Regions from separate parts of the Gossypium hirsutum genome. Here region 1 is linked to region 2. Evidence: chromatin contacts called from public Hi-C data. All regions are on one chromosome and are shown on one strand. Each heading gives the region's core, a stretch centred on a gene start, on an enhancer-like site or on the middle of the called end of the contact. The rest is flanking DNA. Distances are from core to core; before and after follow the strand shown. Region 1 overlaps LOC107889722 (cleavage stimulating factor 64). Region 2 overlaps LOC107889745.

Region 1 (5,214 bases), core at 2,162-4,661, 45 kb after region 2:
CTGATTGTGTCGTTAAAGTAACGAACTTATTAGGTCAAAGTGTCATAGTTGATCTAGTTTGCAAACAATGACCATTGAAAATTTAGGACTACAACTTTCTCGTTGATTTGATGTTATTGCATTTTAATGAGTTTAACTTTATTTTGAGAACGGATTGGCTGACGATACACAATGCTGTAGTGAATTGCAGACAGAAATGAATTAATTTAAGATGTCAGAATGGTGAATTGATTTCTATTAAATCTGATAAACCTGATTTTGCATCAAGTATGATTTTAGCAGTGTCTGCACAGAAATTGATCTGAAAAGGTTGTAATGCATTTTTAGCTTATATTCTAAACTCTAGAGTATCTGAAACGAAAGTTGATCGAGTACGGATAGTGTGCGAATTCACGGATCTATTTCCTGTAAAATTGTCGGGTTTACTGCCTAAGTAGGAAGTTGAGTTTGCTATAGAGTATCCGCAACACATGCAGGACCTCAGCCATCGATAGGACGCTTAGGACCAATACTCAAATCATGTAAACTCAAATCATGTAAACTCTAATTACATGTCATTTGTATCCTACAAATTCTTAAAGTTCAAATGGGGCTCGGTAATCATCGTATGTCGTTGCATATGCAATCGGTATATATATGACATTTCATAACACATGTATAATTCAATTTAAACATATAAACACGATTTAATTACATGAACTTACCTCGACGAGTGTACGTAGATATAGAGGCGATTAATTCGAGACTTTCTCTTTGCCCTGATCTAAAGTCGTACAAGGTTTGTATTGATCTATACGGATAAATTTAACTCAATTTAGCCCAAAAAATATTTTAGAAAATTATCATTTTACCCATATATTATTAATTCCTTTGCAATTTAGTCCATAGCTCATAAAAATGAAAATTCATGAAATTCCACCACAACCCACTATTGTCAAATATCAATTAGGTCCCTAGCAAGCCCTATATTTCATTTATTTCATAAAGTAACCATGTAAAATTTCTATTTTTCAATTTAGTCCTTAATTGACAATTCAATCAAAAATCTCTTAACAAAAGTTGTTTATTTAACAACCAATATTCATTTTCTATCATCAAAAATCAAAACTCATGTATATTCGTTAATGTTAAAATCCTGATAACAGTTTCACAAATTAGTCACCGGGCTAGCTAGATTAAGCTACAACGATCCCGAAAATATAGAAATAATTAAAAATAGGACAAAAATTCATACCAATGCAAGGTAAATTTTTTTGCTGAAACTTCAAGCTTCCATGGCTTCCATACTTTCTTAATTTCAGTTGTAAGAGATGAGAATAAATATGATGGCTTATTTTATTTTATTAGTTTTAGCTTTATTTTGCAAATTACTTAATTAACCTTTAAAAACATTTCTAATTACACTTATACCAAGCCATGTGCATCCACTATCTCTATTTATGGTCTAATTACCATATAAGAACTTAAACTTTAAGGTTCTATAACTATTTAATACATTTAGCTACTAGAACTCAACTTTTACACTTTACGCGATTTAGTCTTTTTCATCAAATTGAGCATGTAAACAGTAAAATTTCTTAACGAAAATTTTCTACGGTATTACTATCATGCTGTAGGCAATAAAATAATATAAAATAAATTTTTCGACCTTAAATTTGTGATCACAAAACTACTGTTCCGATTTGACTGAAAACGGGCTGTTACACGTTCAACACTTAAGAACTGTATTACAGACCATGCGTGAAAAATTGATTAAAATTCTAACTCGGGAAGTTAAAGAACTGAGAAATATACGGATACCATTAGTAAAAATACTGTGGCATTGACACGGTATCAAAGAAGTTACTTGGAAAACTAAAAAATTGATGAAATCATAATATCCAAACTTACTCTTAGGTAAAAATTTCGATAACGAAATTTCTTAAGGGAAGAGAGTTGTATTAACTCATTTTATGTGATGTAGAAAACAGTAATTTCAAGATCACAAATTCGACGAGTGAATCCGTAAATATTATTTAATATTTACTAATATAAAGACAACAAAGTGTTTTTACTTATCTTATAACACTTACGAACAGGAGTGTATGTTTTGACAATATCACAATTATGCCTACTGACATAACTAGCATAAAACTTCCAAGGGCACCCTTGGTTACAACATACTCTTGTTCTTCCTGGTTCATTCTTTGTGAACCTTAACTACACTCCCTTAGCGAAGGCATATTTCTTGACAGCATCCTTAAATATATCTAGGAACCTAAGCCTTATTTCCCATATAGGGATTACACATTTAGAGTCATACATATGTCCTATAGAGTTCTACCCATCGTATGGTGTCCTCAGTTAATCATCACCCTTCTCATTGTCCCCATCTTCTCTTGGATCTGATGAGTCCATGTACTCACTTTCATGGCCATCAACCTCGCCCTCATGAACATTTTCAGTATCTTTCCCTAAAAAATCATCTCCCACAACCCTATCCCCTTCAACATTATCATCATTACCGGCACCTGTTTCTTCACCCTTAGCTTCAAAATCAATACCTGATTTTCAACAGTCTTCCCACACCTCTTCACCTGCATCTTCAACAATGCCAACAGCTACCCTTCCCTAACCCACATCAATATTAATTCCTTGACCCACCTCATCATTATTCCCTCACCGCCACCTGTCCCTAAACTTTATTAAATCTATTACCCCCACCAACCTCTGTATTAATTCCCTCATCAATATTCCCACTACCCCCACAAACATCTATATTAATTCCTGCAGGTACTTCTCCATCAACATCATCAATACTATCTGCCACAAAGATTTACATCAAATCTATGTTCTAAAATGTTTGACATTTGCCTCACTGTTGCCAACATGAACTAGGACTAAGGTATTTCCATTAAAGACTACATTTGGGACCTCATAGTAAATACAAAATTTACCCCCATAACCCAAGTCTTTTACATTATTTATTATGCCCCAATAGCATAACAAATCAGGGTCAACTTGGAATTTCTCTACGGTCCCTCCTACATAATCACATTTAGGATTTATACCAAAGTTCCCACAAAAGAAATATCTTAATACATATATCTTAATACATATATTTTTCCTGCATCCCCCGTCATTCTGCAACAAACATGATAAAATATATACTTCATTATTATATTATAGTATATCAATATTCTCAGATTTAACACATCTCAAATCAAATAATAAAAATTACACACAAAAGACAAACTATGGCGGTTCAAATAATATAATAATGATTATTTTAATATTATTTTCCCATATATCTAAAGAAGAGAATCTACTGGTTCTTTTGGAATATACTAAACAAACTAAGCTTTAACATAAAGATACGGTCCGCGTATAGCCACTTGCAGAAGCTGGGACCATGAGTCTGTTGAAAACAGACACAACAGAAGGCATCTCAATCTTTTAAGTTGTTTAAAAAGGCTTATCTTGTTGCTATCATAGCCACTTCACCACAGCTAACACTACCAATTCGATTTTGCTTCGACCCTGCGACTTCTTCAAAATATGAAAGGGGTTTGGGGGTTTAGAGAATTAGGGTTTTGATTTCAATAAGGAGTTAGCTGTTTGGGTTTCAGAAATTAGGGTTAGATTCAAACAATCAGTTATCGTTCTAGGTTTTGGAAGGAACAACTTGATTTTGGGATTAGGATTTTTGGGTTTCGAATCAAAAGATGGGTTTTCTGATTAGGTTTCGATTCATAGAATGGGTTATGTTCTAGGTTCGATTCGTATCGGGGTTTGAATACAATAAGTCTGTACGATTTCTTTGATAGAAATGTGTCGCAACTTTTAGATTTTGTCGGTTCAATCTGATTTTACCCAATGCGGTTGAAGGGTTTCTTTGTTTGAAATATAACATGATTTAATTTTTTTAACAACTGTAATAAAATTCCACGTGGAATTTCCTGTGAAATAAAAAATTTTAACCAACCATTGTGCCACATCAAACGTAGGAGCTTAATTGATTTTCTTCTATACTGTTAAAAAAAAATCAAACAACTATATTTATTACGTTACAACCTAAGTACTAAATACTAAAATAACACTAAAACACGAGTAAAAGGACTCAAAATATATCACAAATAGACACCTATTAGTGGTTAAGGAAAATCCATCACCCCCAAGTGATATGATGATATTTATCCAATATGCTCTTGATTAGTATTAAGCACAAATCCTTGACCAAAGCAATTAATCCGGAGTAATACGAGACTAACATGGATAAACGAAAATAGACATCATGCCACACTTTTAAACTTACCTAGAAAATATCAAATTATACAATATCGAAAGGCTATGTTGAAAATTAAATTTGACTCTTCCAAGGTCATGATAAGTTGCTAAATCCTACTAATTGAAATCGATTATATTTGTTGCAAACATAGAAACCTAATATCAGGTATTTCGAACATTAAAGCGAAGACTAATTTAAATAAAAAGTTTTAGGAATTCATGGTGTAATTAACTAAAAGTCGGGCAATAGGTAAAAGCCAAATAGCATTCCAGACACATATTTGAACCCGGGAGAATCAAACATGCATACAGAATAAACCAAAATTGAACTAAAATTCCGAAAATTTTTAGTTGATACACAGCTAACTACCTAAGTCCACAGGTCCCAAGTTAGGCAAAAGGTAAAGCCAAACGGCAATCCAAAAACAAACAACGAGAAAATAATACAAAATTCTTTTGGTTCTTTTTTCTCCTATTCCTATATTCTCGTAACAAGCTTATAAATGTTACATTCATGGTCTATGCTTATTTGATTAACAAATCTAGAACTGTATTCTTCTGCAAAAATAAAATAATTTTAATAAAATAATTTTACACGCATTCAGAAAACAATGAATAGACAGCAGAGTGCTACTCCTTCCAGTAAGTTAAAAGATGATGGAAGACAACACCTTGCATTGGAAGTCTGCTAGCTATGATGCCTGCATCTGATCTTGTCGCAATGCCTGTTGAAGTTGAATGACTTGTTGGCGTTGTTCAGGTGGCAATGAACTCAACTGCTCCGGTGTTAGGCTTAGCACTTGCTGTAGTAAAACAGACTCCATATCAGGTGCGAGTTGTGGCTGACAAAGAGCAACAGGATGTGAGATCACGCCATACTACAATAGCATTGGTTAGTTCAACATGAATTATGTGATTTATTATCAAATCAATCATATTGAACTATGA
Region 2 (5,566 bases), core at 2,640-5,139:
ATTCAAAACATTTTCCAAAGTACCATTGATATTGACATCTGAAGATGTTGAAACCCACTCTCTAGCCATGGCTGTTTTAACTGTTAGGATCTCTTACAAATTGGCTTTGATACCATGAACAAAATGGTTAAAGAACAGAAAAATAATGTATGAAATCATTTTCACTCTATTCAGAACTAGATTTACATGGGGAAATTCAAACCTTAAGAATCTACATAAATCTCAAGAAATCTCCATAGATCAAGGACCTATCACAACTATATGATTCTAGATCAGATATTACTATCAAATCCAGATTTATTGGACTAAAAATCCCTAAGAATCTTGCCTAAAAATTTGGAATTTTCTACATCAACTAATAGTGCTTGTATTTGGTATCAAATTGCTTTCTGAAAATTGGTACAGGGTTTGGATGCACTTGGATTAGCAACACTTGATTCGTTGACTTCTGTGGCTACAACAAGAATACCCTTTACTGGATCCTCAGTCTCTTTTATGTCCAAGGAAGACATGATCAACTTGAGAACATTTCACCGCCTCATGTTTTTGTTGGCAGGTCTTGAAAGCAATAAAAAATCCTTTGAGGTGAGAGTTTAAGTATTTGGCATATCATTTTAGAATGTACTGAACAGTTGACAAATGAAGGGGAAAAAGGCAAGTTTACTTATCTTTGATACAAGTCCACTTGTTTAGACGAAGATGTTGAGGCCTTGTGGATTTTCTAAATCGTTAGAAGTTGATGGACCTATACGGGTAGACAATTAAATATTACTGTGAACATGGAATTTTGATGGAACTCTCAGATTATATTTAAAACACTTCTAACAAATGAATATGTTTGCAAGGTTGACCACATTAAAAATGCCGCACTCAGATAAGTAAATATAATCTTGGATGGTAAATCATATTCCACTTTTGTACACTATTCAAAACCCTATAATTAAGCTCAGTGCAATGATGTATAATATTCTTGTATAGTTTCAATACTTTCTTAATGTTGGCGTTCCTCTCTTTCTGTTGACATGTAAATCCTCCACAACAGCAAAAGTTTTCACCTCTATGTAACTACTGCTAGGAGATCAGTGTTAAATCAAAGCTCATTGAATCTTAAACCCTAGTTCTACTTTCTGCAATAGCCATAGTTGTAGAACTGAATTTTCTCCTAACTTGGACCACCTCATAGACTAGAAAAGGATTACTCAAATGTGTCAAACATCAGTCATTGTTCTACCGAGGCTTGTTATATTGAGTTAAGCTTATTAAAAATAGATGACTTTCATAAATAATATTCTGTTATAATTGGTTATGAAATTGAATATCTAGAAGTGAAACTTTGATCTGTCAGGAATGTAAGTAGATCTGTACTTCTGTAATAATTTTAGAGCTTTGTTCATAAATCTAATTAGGTTCATACAATTTATAGATGTACTATTATCAAGCAATCTGATCCTATATACTAACTGGAATGTTGATCAGCTAACATTGTGAAGAACGCATTTGATATCTCATAAAACGTGAAATGGTCATTGCATTTCTTATGCTGCCTATAATCTAGTGAGGCTAGTACTTTAAATTTATTACTGTCTTGGAGGATAGTCTGACTTCAAATTCTTATGCTTTAGGAAGTTAATGGAATTGGCAACCCCAACAATAATCAAAGCGCATACCTGGAGGAATCATCACTGCTTTCGTATCAACCTGCATTAGTTTCAGAAATTCTGGCCATGCTTTCTATTATTCCTGAGGTAATCATTAAGAGGAGACATGTTTTATAGGATCCTTACACCAATTAATTCATTTTTTCTTTTTTATAACCTCAACGTTTGCTTGAAACCATTTGCCTCTGTTCCATTCAGCTGTATGCTTTCAGCCCAAATTTTTGTGCAGCTGGGGTTTTCCTTGGCTTTGGTTCCTGGCCGTTTCTCTCCTGCTTTTAACTTTTACAAGCTGTTTGATATCATGTATTTCTATTTTCTGCTGTTGTGATTTAGTTTATTCTTCCAATACCTCGTCCAGATTGGTGCTTACAATTTTAATAGAATTAGCTTTATTATAATGATAAAGATTCTTTAAGTAGATCCACACTGCCTTGAACTGTAGAACTACATTCATATGCTTGAGCATCTTTTGTATGCATGGAAATCTGCACCCTATTTAGCTATTACTCTAAATGCATGTGGCAGCTGCCGCCTGAATTGCAACAGCAACTTCTTCGCTTACCAGCTGATCTGGCTAGAAGGCTGATTTCCCGTGCTTCTGCTCGGACTATCCAGAGAATCTTTTTATGATTCTTAGTTACAGCTTTTCATGATTGTCTCAACTGGATGAAAACTTCAAGCAACTGCATAAGGGAGGGTTTTGATCGAAGCAACATTGACTTGCAAATTAAGATGTCAACAAAAAAGTTGTTCAAAACGAGAGCTTTCAGTTGGAATGACATGTATGTGTCTTGTAATTTAGTTTCTTTTCCCAAGCATCTCTAAATATGAAAGTTAAAGCTTATTACAAAGTCCCAGCTGAGCATGAGCAGAGCATTGCAGGAGAATGTTCATGTGAGATCTGAAACCAATAAACAGTGGAATTTTTTTTGTAAAATTACTGGCAATTCAACAACGGTTAGTCTAAACTTTGATTGTTTTGGAAGTCCTGGAAATTTTGCCTCTCTGGTTCATACTGTTTTTTTTCTGTTTGCAAGTTATTTCATAAGAATTTTAATAGTTGAAATCCATTGCCCTGGTCTGGGTCTACTTGTGGGAAAACTGTAACTAGTTAGCTATTCTAGGAAATTGCTAGATAAGAGACTCTGATGGATTGCATCCTTAGAATTAAGCCTATGTTGATTTTTTTTTCTAATTTATTAAGGTATAGTATGTGATCTGATGTAGTAATTTATGTTTTGGATGGTAAGGGTATATATTCAACAGTAATATTCAGATTAAAGTGTAGAATTCTTATTTTCAATTTCCAACACTTTTCTTTTCCAATTAAACATAGCAGTTTTCAATTTTCAGCATGATATTAGTTTTAGGGTTCTTTCCTGGGGTTCATTGTTTTAGCCTTAATTGCCGTACACCTTGTCAAGCTTAGTGACCTTCTTTGCCTTGTTTCCCTTTTGCCTAACCTTGTTTAATCGAGTATTTAAAAACTCTGTTAGCCTTCACTGTAAATTTTTTTTCTTCCCTTCCTCTCTTACTAGGGATGGTAAAACTCAAATCACTTGATGAATTTCAAACCATTTTACTTTATGTACAGCCCAATTATTGCCCGGGCCCAATTAACAGAGCCCAAACGGCCCAATAAGCCCAACAGGCCCAGAACCCAGTCAAGGGTTTCAGAAAACGGAAACCCTAGCCAAGCCTAGCACCGCGCCCATCCCTTTGCCATCATCATTCGTTTTGTCCCATCGCCACCCGCCGCTACTAGCTTCATCAACGCCTGCAAAAAATGATAAAAAAGGCAGGAGCACGCAACAGAGAGTGCAAGACAGCAAAATACAATAAAAATACAATGTAAAAGGCTATAAAAGCCAAACAATATCTCTGTACAATTTTTTTTTACACAGCGTTTTGAATTCAAAAAAAGAAAAACAGGTCAAAAGGTTGACTCCAATTTATTCTTCTCTATTCTTGTTTCTTATTTACTTTACTCTTTTTTTATTGTTTATTTTTTTTTCGCACTCGTTCAACAAAGAAAAAGGAATTGAAAGGGAGAGGAGAAAATACCTTACCGCTTCGACGGGCTGGTGTCGGAACCCCACCCTTACCGTCGTCGGAGTCGAGCCAAAAGGGGCGTCTCATCCCTTTTCCTTTTGATCTCGCGGTTGAGAAGGCTTAGCTTAGGGGACGCCGCAAAAGGGGGAGGCCTAGGGGCCGTTCTCGTGCAACTCCGGCCATTGGCCATGGAAGCGGAGATGGGGGCCTCAGCTTAAGGGCCGAGAGAGGCGTAGGGAGGAGAGCATTCGGGCTCTCAGTTTTCCTTTTTTGCTTTTTTTTTTATTTTCTTTTTCTTTGTTTGTTTAAAAAATGAATGGAGGCTATCAGATTAGGGTTCTTCTTGGCCCTTATGTGATGTTTGAAACGACGCCGTTTGGAGTCTGATCAGTGACTCCAAAACGGCGCCGTATTGGGCTCGACCCGCGCATTGACCCGATGGACCCCAAGGATCCGCGTGTTTCGGACTGAGGGTCTATTTACCCTTTCAGTCCTTCCGATTCTGGGTTTCCCTCCAATCTGGTCCTTTTTTTTTTAACTTTCCTCCCCAAGGATTTTGCTTTGTTTTTAATTTAGTTCCGCTTTTTATTATTTTATTTTAAAATAATTATTTTTTATCTTAAAATTAATTAGTTTTATTATCATTATTATTATTGCTTTTATTTTCTTATTTGCCTTATTATTTATCCATTTATACTGTTTTTGGATTATGTTATATATATGCATACTTATACACATATACTTACATTTTCATACATTTCATAATTATATATATATACATATTTTTATAACATGTATACTCGTATAACTTTCCAAGTTTACTCACATATGTATAGCTACTTAGATATATATTATTTATATTTTATACTTTAATATACGAACACACATATTTTATTTTTATGAGCATTTATACATATTTATCTTTTATTATTTTATGTATATAGCTGCATGTCTATATATATATATTTTCAATTTTCATAAATATATACTTATATACTTTATATCTTATACCTTATATTATATACGTATTTTTAATTTCCACATCTATATACTTTATATCTCATTTATGTATATATCCTTGTATACATATACTTTCATATACTTTATAATGCATACATGCACATAATATATATGTACGTTTTATTTTCATAAAAACATATACATATACTTACTTTTATACTTTATATATTTCATAACTTTATGTATATACATAAACGTACACATACATATTTACATATATTTTTACATACATAGATTTTTCACATTTTTATAATTTTACACACACACATATATCTTTTTACCTTTTTTATAATCTTACTCATCTATTTATTTGTTTCATTTTCATTATTGATTTGAATGAATGCTTTAATTTTATTTACTCGTATACATTACTATTTCGTATGTTATTGATTCGTACTTTGTATTTATCTTATTTTTGTTACAATCGCTCGTATTATTTTTGCACTATTGTATTCAATATCGTTTTGTTACGAGTATTAACATCGTGTTTTATTATTTCATGTTGGATTAATTTATTTCAATGCATAAACTACGATTTTTTGAATAAGCAAAATCTTGTGTTTAGATTTGAGAATGTCGTACCCTAACTTACTGGGTCTCGATTTTCCCAATAAATCTAAATACACGAATCTTTTCAAACTCAAGTTTTAAACGATATCGGGAATTTAAAAAGGATCGTGTCCTAACTTACTAGTCGTGATTCCTTTTCTAATCCAAGATAGTTAAATACTTTTTAAATAAGCATTTTTTTGTATATTGGGAATTCGAGATATTGTGTCCTAACTTACTGGATACGATTCTCTTTCTCGATTAACATAAAATATGCTTCTTTTCCC

The links. Hi-C and Micro-C count contacts between places; a contact is called where the count stands out from the background.
Region 1: a Hi-C map of leaf shows a contact between it and region 2, with 4 times the contacts expected there. The contact joins two enhancer-like sites. A contact is called at or near these places in 6 of 34 Hi-C or Micro-C datasets (callus, fibers, hypocotyl and 1 more).

What each region holds. Positions count from the first base shown.
Region 1 is chrD06:30,426,265-30,431,478 of Gossypium_hirsutum_v2.1, forward strand. LOC107889722 (cleavage stimulating factor 64) reads right to left here. Exons shown (of 10, transcript XM_016814288.2): 10 at 4,581-5,108. The coding sequence ends at 4,959. Among protein-coding and RNA genes, the nearest start is that of LOC121218838, 5.7 kb to the left of the region's middle. Within about 2 kb of position 3,412, at least 9 of the 9 cell types and tissues checked have an H3K27ac peak or open chromatin away from gene starts, as enhancers often do. A contact at or near this core is called in leaf, where this site is marked.
Region 2 is chrD06:30,380,747-30,386,312 of Gossypium_hirsutum_v2.1, forward strand. It overlaps LOC107889745, which reads left to right. Exons shown (of 20, transcript XM_016814338.2): 19 at 1,623-1,745; 20 at 2,184-2,643. The coding sequence ends at 2,288. Among protein-coding and RNA genes, the nearest start is that of LOC107889745, 29 kb to the left of the region's middle. Within about 2 kb of position 3,890, at least 1 of the 9 cell types and tissues checked has an H3K27ac peak or open chromatin away from gene starts, as enhancers often do. A contact at or near this core is called in leaf, where this site is marked.